Linked DNA regions of Mus musculus: region 2 is linked to region 1. Evidence: chromatin contacts called from public Hi-C data. All regions are on one chromosome and are shown on one strand. The core of a region is the stretch at or near the end of the contact, and the rest is flanking DNA. Distances in the headings are between cores, read along the strand shown.

The links. A called contact is a pair of places that touch in the nucleus more often than the background predicts.
Region 2: a contact with region 1 is called in a Hi-C map of CD4 T cells, with 12 times the contacts expected there. A contact is called at or near these places in 1 of 39 promoter capture datasets (liver) and 1 of 484 Hi-C or Micro-C datasets (CD4 T cells).

The regions. Positions count from the first base shown.
Region 1 is chr19:21,650,725-21,654,824 of GRCm38.p6, reverse strand. 1110059E24Rik (RIKEN cDNA 1110059E24 gene) reads left to right here and starts at 2,034. Exons shown (of 4, transcript NM_025423.2): 1 at 2,034-2,218. The coding sequence starts at 2,117. It overlaps Abhd17b (abhydrolase domain containing 17B), which reads right to left and starts at 1,516. Exons shown (of 4, transcript NM_146096.3): 1 at 1,232-1,516.
Region 2 is chr19:27,427,549-27,431,648 of GRCm38.p6, reverse strand. Pum3 (pumilio RNA-binding family member 3) reads left to right here and starts at 1,741. Exons shown (of 18, transcript NM_177474.5): 1 at 1,741-1,857. It overlaps C030016D13Rik (RIKEN cDNA C030016D13 gene), which reads right to left and starts at 1,612. Exons shown (of 1, transcript NR_027987.1): 1 at 1-1,612.

The DNA of each region.
Region 1 (4,100 bases), core at 785-3,284:
AATTTAAAGCTTCCTAGCCTACTGAAAATCTAATCCTATCCTTGCCAATTAACCTTATTAATACTAGAGTAGGAGAAGAGAGAGAGGTCAAAATACGGTGAAGGCGCTACTAATTTCCTCCAAGATCTGAAACAGTAACGAAGGCATAGCAGATATTGTATCCATTTTCAACTTCCAACACCTTCGCCTTCTCCGTTTTCCATTGGTAAGACACCGGCACCGATAACAATGGTGATATTCAAAATACTGCATTGGCTACGAGTAGATTTATTACCCAACTGAATCCATGCGCCAAGTATATGGACACACATTCTCTAAAATAAGTGTTGATTGAAAATCCCCGTTAATGTAAACAAATATGTCAATCACAAACCGCACCTAATTAATTCTACTCAAGACTTAGTAGTTTTAGGTACTGCCCCAAGATGTCCAAAATTCTCTTTATACGCTGAAGGTTTGAAAAATGTAAATCCTAGGGATCAAGCAGTATATACTGCACAAGGAATGGAATACCTTTCATAAACTATCAGAAAAAAATTAAAGGTCACCCTTTCCGCGGGGCCCCGTTATTCTAATCCTTACCAAATCTGCTTCACATTGCCTTAAATCAGAGCAGCACTGATGAAACTAAATATCCTGCTTTTGACAGAAAAATCACCAAGATTAAGGCTCTGAACGTTTTCTTCTTTCTCTCTCTCTCTTTCTTTCTTTCTTTCTTTCTTTCTTTCTTTCTTTCTTTCTTTCTTTCTTTCTTTCTTTCTTTCAACAGAAGCGGAGGGAGGTTAAACTCTCCGAACGTCCTCCACACACTATAATTTGACACAACTTTCCTGGTTTAATATTAAATACAATTTCAAACAGAACTCTCCAACTTTCAATTCAAATCCAACCTCTCCCTCCTTGAGTTCTCAATCAGAGATGATACAAGTTCAAGCCATGGAAAGCAGCTCCCGCGACAAGCGGAGCGGGATACCCAGCTCAAGCTCCGGGCGGACTCCATCTAAAATCGAGGCTGGCGGGACCCGGACACCGAGCCGAGAGCGAGGGCCCGAAGTGGCCCAGATCCAGGGAGGGGAGCGGCGGCCCGACCCCATCTTGCGGTCCTCCCTGCGGGCGAGGAGGCCCGGGACGCACGGCTCTCCGCTCGGTAGCTCCGCTCCGAAGCCACCCGGCCTGGTCCCCAGCTCAGAGCGGCGACCCCCCGACGGCCCAGCAGCCCAGCCCCACGCACCTGCAGCTGGGCGGCCGCGGCCGCCAACGCGCTGTCCTCCGCGGGGCGCCGCCCGCCGACTCTGCGCCCGCGGCCCGGCCCGGCGAGGACGCGAAAGAGAGCTGCGGTGCCCGGGCGCGCTTCGTGGGGCCCCTCCACGCGCGTTCGCGTTCTGCTGACTAACGGCTCCGCCGCGAGGGGCGGCCGCCGCCGGGGCTCTCCGGCCCGAGGTCCCGCGCGGCCGTGGTCGCCGTCCGCAGCGCAGGGCCGGTGCTGCCTTCTCCGCAGCCCGCCTTCCTTGGCACCTCCGAAGGCCGCCAGGCGGCGGAGCGCGCGGCCGCGGCGGGCGGGAGCTGGGAGGGCGGCGGGGGGCGGGGGGGCGAGCGGCCCGGTTCGAGCTGCTCAGTGACTGGAGGAGGGCGCCGAAGCTGACCCGGGCTCCGGGCTGCAGGCGATCAGGGCACCGGCCTCGCCCACCTTCCACCAATCACAAACTGCGCAGCGGAGTCGCTACGCTACGGAGCCGGGAGACAGGTTGGGAGCGTTCGGCAGGAGGCGGGGATTGCGGAAAAGAAGAGCCAATAGGAACGGGGAATCTCCGTCCCTCCGCCGTGATGGACAGCCGCGTTCGAGCCAATGGGGGAGTTCTAGATTCGAAGAAAGCCGGACTTGCACCTTGGGTCCGAGGAAGGCTTTCCGTGAAGCCGGTAGTCGAGGATGTGCGGCAAGGCAGAGCCGAGCGTGACCTCCCTAATGAGTCACGTGGGCCGACCTGGGGCTGGGACGGAAAGAGTAGAAGAACTTCTTCCGGGTCACTGTCCTTAGTCTCAATCTGGGGCGGGAACGTCTTTACTCTTTCCTGTAACTTAAAGGCTGCACCGATTTACAGTGCTTGAGATTTTGGTGATGAGTTCCCAGAAAGGCAACGTGACTCGGTCCCGGCCTCAGAAGCACCAGAATACGTTCACCTTCAAAAATGACAAGTTTGATAAGAGTGTTCAGACCAAGGTAGGCCCTTGCCTGTTGTTCTGACTGCCATCCCAGGGGAAAAAAAAGTGACAGAGAGAGGAAAGGGGACAGAGAGAGGAAAGGAGAGGAGTTGGCGAGCGTGGACTGCAGCCCAGTTAGTCTTGGCTGCAGTGCAATCGTGTCTCAAATATTCTTCCCACGCCCTTTCTTTGGCTTGGCTCTGTTCCGTGAATCTATCTGATGGTCAGCACATCTCAGTAGTGGCGCCGAGACTGGATAGGGCAGCTTAAATTCATCCAACCTAAGGTACCGATGGGGCGATTGACGCCTTGGATGCTCCCACCTGGATCACGCCCCCGCAATAAGAAAATGAAATGAAGGCACTCGTCCGAGTGTCTCTTTGCAGCGACTGTTTTTCCGAGAACTCCCAAACCCATAAGTTTGTAGGGAGTACGATCTTAGCGTCACTGTCCTTATCAACAAGATGTTATTTCAGTTTTGTGTTGGAGCAAACGTTTTGGCTTGTGTAAAAATGGTTGCTTGCTGTCTATACAATTAACTTAGCAGGACCTGTGTAAAGTGGAAGAAAACTCAGACTGTTTGTTACTTGAGATATGTATGACTAGTGATTCTGTGAATAGCGATCCCCTTCCCCATAACTGAATGGGGAGCGGATAAAGGCCTTTAGTCGTCCTGGAGGCCAGCTTACATCAGATAAAGTTAATATTTACAGAAACAAGAGCTCAAATTTCCTAAGTTTGTTCCTTGAAGTAATTTAGTAATTTCTGTGACCTTTAGCCTCAGATAAGAAATCTGATAGGATTATTCGGAAGCTAACAGAAGAGTAACTAGTCTGGGACATAACAGGTGGTCAGCAGGTGATTACGTTTAAAACATTAAAAAGGCAATCCATAGTAACTTGTACTCTGTCTTTCTCTTTCATTGTTTCTCAGATATTTAATAAATACCTTTCACGTGCAGGGTTCTAGACCCCTGGTAGACAGTGTTCAAAACTATTGATTCTGCCTTTACGGAGCTTGTAATTGTCTGAGTAATATGGACAGTCAGTCAGCAGATGGATCTGTAATTACAAATTTCAATAGAAGTTGCTAAAGGGAAAGGCAGTTCAGTGAAGAATAAAAAAAAATAGTTTAAGCAGGGCCCTCAGACCACATTAGCAGACACTCGTCCATAAACCTGCTTTTCCTGTATTTTAGAAAAATATTATGGAGAGAAGTTGGTAAAGAAAATGGATTAATCCACAATTTGGCCCGAACAGCAGTGGGAATAGTAAAGTATAATTTCCTCCCACTGCTCTGTAGCCATCTTAAAATCTGTGGAGAGCCTTGAAAGTAAGACTAGACCATACTTAAATATAATTGTGAGATACACTAATTAGACCTTTCCCCAGAGGAAGGAAACTGGGGCCCCAGGTTGTCTCAGCTCTCTATTCTAAAGACAGTTTTTAAATTTAAGACTGGACAGATAAAAATGGAGAGTTAGAGAACGTTCCCCTCTCCCCACTTCACCTCTACCTGGTTTTAATCTTTTGAGACAGGGTCTCACTATGTAGACTAGGCTATACTTGGAGTAATTCTCCTGCCTCAGTCTTCTGACCATGCCTAGCTACAATAGATGTTTTGTTAGGATGCTTATGTAAATAAAGTGGTTCTTTTCTCTCATTTGAATATATTTTTGAGGAAAGAGGAAAGAAGCTTGCTCTAGTCTTCCCAATGGCCAACAGGGTTAGCATACGCAGGACCTTCCAGCTTGATAGGAGGACTACCTAACAGTCAAGTGGTGCATACCAAACTCTGTAACCTGCCACTTTCTGAGCTTACTGAAAAGAGGCCTGCCTTTGTGGTCTTCGCTTCCTTTCTGGAGAGGAGATGGTATGTAATGAAACACAACTGGTGGTGTG
Region 2 (4,100 bases), core at 492-2,991, 5.8 Mb before region 1:
AGCCTCTTGTAACTGTATAATATTAAATATTGAGGGGAAGTTATAATACATCCTTCACATGGTACTTCTAAAAAGGATCAACTGTGGTATTTTCCACTTTCTTCAAATAGGTATTGCTGGCCATTTACACCAACTCAAGCAACAGGCTTTTCTGCCATGACCTCCCTTTGTAAATTTTGTATACTTAGTAGCCGTTGTAAATCCTCAAGGCACAAAAGTGGCTAGGTCTTGGCCTCAGGAGCTCTAGCAAGGGTGTAAAGGCTAAAACAGCTGTAACTGCCTTTCTAGTGCTTCAAGGCAGGAAATAGCCAGACCCCCCCCCCCACACACACATGTGCCCTTGACTTCCCTAATGGTCATCTTTTAAAGGCTGTAATAGCCATTCCCAGCCCAGGTCTCGCCGTACAAGAAAAAAGTAAAATAAAATCCCAGACCACCCTGGAAAGTAACCCCCCACCCCAGAATCCTGATATATTTCCCCATCCCCCAATTCTGCCCAGTTCTCTGTTGCTTCTCTTCCAAGCAGGGCAACCACCCTCCTTAGCTTTTCCCTCCAAATTAATCCCTTGCCTGAGCTTAGTTGTGCAGCAAGACTTTGTGGTATTCCTTGGCTCCTGACTGCCAGGATACCTTTTGGAGCAGAACTGTCACAGGGAAAATTTTCTATGAGCCAGAGCAAAGCTGTAACACCTGCATCAGGGAAACTTTCCCAGCAGCTGAAGCCTTCCCCTAACAGAGCCGTAACACTTAAAGATGTGTTACCAGCGACACAAGAGACAGTGTCCACAGGGAATTATAGTCTCTAAGCTTATTTGCAAGCTATCTTAACAAACTGACAAGTGTTCTCACAACAAAGACGGAAGAGAATGAAAGGCAGGGGCAGGAGTCAGGTATAAGCCAAGGAACGTCTGAAGCACCAGATGCTGAAGATACATGGGACGTCCACTCACTCCTTGGGGCTTCAAAAAGGGCCCCCTGCTCAACCAACTAACATCTGCATTTCAGAACAGTTAGGCAGTAAGGTTCTGTTGTTTGGCGCGACGTGGGATCCCCTGGAACTGCCGCCATGTAGGTGCTGGGAAATGAACCCAAGTCCTCTCCAAGAGCAGAAAACAGCTTAGCCATCTCTGCAGCCCCCAAGACCAAGTTTGTTTCTATTGCTTCCTCGCTAAAATGGAGTAATACCTTAAATATATATCCTAAAGTGGAACCGTGGGGGAAAAAATGCATGCCCAAGAACGGGCCTACATTAAAAACGCCACACACACATTTATGGAAAGAGCTTTTCACAATATTTGACTGTGCTCCGTTCTTTACACTTATGGTTCCCGAGGGATCTAATTTATCCGGAGATTCGCAGCTAGGGTGGGAAATAAGGGAGACATGGGTGTTGGCAAACACGATTACAACAGAAGAGACTCCGGTACAGCTTTTACCCTCCAGGCTAGACTAACGACGCAAACAGACACTAACGAGCGAGCTGTCCCAACGCTAACCCAGCTTGCAGACTTCGCTGTCTTTTAACTCCTTCAGGACCTGGGTGGCCCTCGCGAGAACCCGCGTCGTTCCCAGAAATCTGCAGGCTCAAGCGTCACTTTCCCAAGCCACGGACTCGTCTTCCACGGGACGGATCCCTTCGAGGGCCAAAACTCATGCAGCCCTCTCAGACGAGAGGTGTGGCGAAAATGGACCAACAGGAACTACGGATTTCGTGTTTCCTAAGCTCCACCCCTTGACCCCAGTACCAGGACGTAACGCTACAATCAGCGGATCCGGGGCGGGGCAGAACGCGGAAGCGGAAGCGGAAGCGGCGGGGGGTGGTGGCGGAACTCTGCGAGTTTCTGCCCCACGTGTGCGGTGAGTGTTGTGGAGAGTTTGGTGCGGGAAGTGTGGGGCGAGTGTCCGCCGGCCGCTCGGGAGCGGGGAGCTCTGCGGGGTGGTGGGCGAGCGGCGTCTTCAGCTCCATCTCCGGGACGGTCTACCTGGCCGCTTCTCTGGCCCGGAGTTGGAGGAACCCTGGCGAGGGCAGGGGTTAAGCCCTCTCTGTTAACTTGATTATTGTAGAGCTAAAGGAACAAGTTTCGCTGTCAAACTCCGGCCTGTGCGAGTCACAGTCAGCCCACTCGTCCCGTGTCAGACGTTGTGCATAGGAGCAGTGCAGGGAAAACTGAAGCGATCCATAAGCCAAGCATGATGGGAGGCAAGAGTATTTTAAACAGAGGCAGTGGGATGTCCCGGAGGTGGAAGTCAGGAGTAAGGCGCGGACTGGACAAAGAGGAAGGTAGAACTGTGGAGCCTTGGTGTCGAGTCTCTTTATTTTTGTGTAGTGGGAAGTATTTTGCTTTGTGTTCCTAGGCATATAAAATAATGAAGGATTATTAGAAAAGATCGGGAGGCTCATGGTAGGTCTTGACTCTCTTAAGGAGATTTTTGATGATTTGCATTGAGTGTTGGTAGTAGAGACAGAGGTATCTTTAAGGAGACTGCAGGATAACTTACTGTTGGGTACACGATGACTACCAAAGAAGTGAACATCAGGAGCCGTGCTCCAGTTTTCTCTCTGCGAAGTGGAGTAGATGGTCCCCGTTGAATACAGCAGGAATAGACAGGGAGAGAAAGATAGTAATTTGTAGTGGAATGCAGAGGATTGTGTCTCAGACATTAAGCATAAGACGCCAGTTATATACATAATCAAGAAGTGTTGAGGACTCAGGTCTGTGTAGGACGTTATCTCAGGGTCCCAAGGCTGCACAGTCTAGAATACCTAATTTGCTTGTCTTGCTCTTGGATTAGCCGTTAATTTGATTGCTTAGTAACTTGGTGAACAGTGCTTTAAGTGACCAGGGTTAACATCATCATGACTGCCGCATAGCTTTGTCACTGTGAGAGCAGCACTTCTTTGCTGTCATGTGCCACCCCTTCCCCTGGCCCAAGCATAACCTCAGTCTAATAATGAAAATCTTAAACTCCCAAAGGGGACATAACCTGGAAAAAAGGACATGAGGTGGCTACATTAACTGTATCTTGGAATAGGAAGAGGACAGGAATGAGAAAATTGATTTCCAAATAAACCCTGTGTTATACTAGTGTTATTTTCATAAGTTTCATTACACTGTCTTATTAAGTTGTCAGTGGGGAAGCTGGGTAATAGATCTATAGGCTCTATATCGTTTTAACTCTAATGTAAGAGGCATAGTTTTAAAATAGAGTATGTAAATAAGGTTTTTCTAGACAGCTACATGTGAGGGCCATTGGCACAATTGCTTAGCATGTGGTAGTACATGAAACCTACATGCAGAAATGCAAATGCGAATGTGATGTCTTACCAGGTAATAAAATGAAAAAGTGAAAAAGAGATGCCCCGCAGGAAGCTGAGCAGGTCCTGTGCTGGAATTATAGATCTGTACCCTGTGTATACACTGCTGGGCATCAAACCCACTGCATTTTCCAGAGTGTTTCCTGGACAAATTTGGTTCTATTAGGTTTAGGAAGTCTTGTGCAATGGATAGTTCATAGTAGCAAATTAGAGAATTTGGAAAATCTTTACTTGCTGGCTATTGCTGTTTGATTTAGTGTTTCTCAATCTCAAATATAACATGGACCCCTGCCCAAGATGTTCCAGCGTCCTAAGGAACATCTTGTTTTGTTTTGAGTTTTGAAACAGTATCTCACGATGTAGCCCAGACTTGCCTCTAATTTATGTTGCCCAGAGTAGCCTTGAACTCAAACAGTGATCCTTCTGCCTTAGTCTAGGTGCTAGGATTACAACTGTGTGTTAACATAGCCAACAAGAAATTAATTCTTGTGGAAGTTTCTAATCTGTAAACATTGTCTAGGAATTCCTACAGGTGACTCTTGAGGTCATTTAGAGATGGGTGAGCATGTAACTTTGGGGACTGTAGTCATGAGCCTGGAGATGCTTGCCTTTTGTCCATATGTGTTCTGCTTCTTGCAGAGCTTGTAAGTTGGTGGGAGGTGAAGGTCACTGGACCCAACAGGTGACATGTTAGACAAATCCTTTGAAATAAAGTATTACATAGCTCTGTGTAACTTAGAGGCCAGCCAGATATTTGGTTACCTCTAAAAGAGTTGGCCAGTAA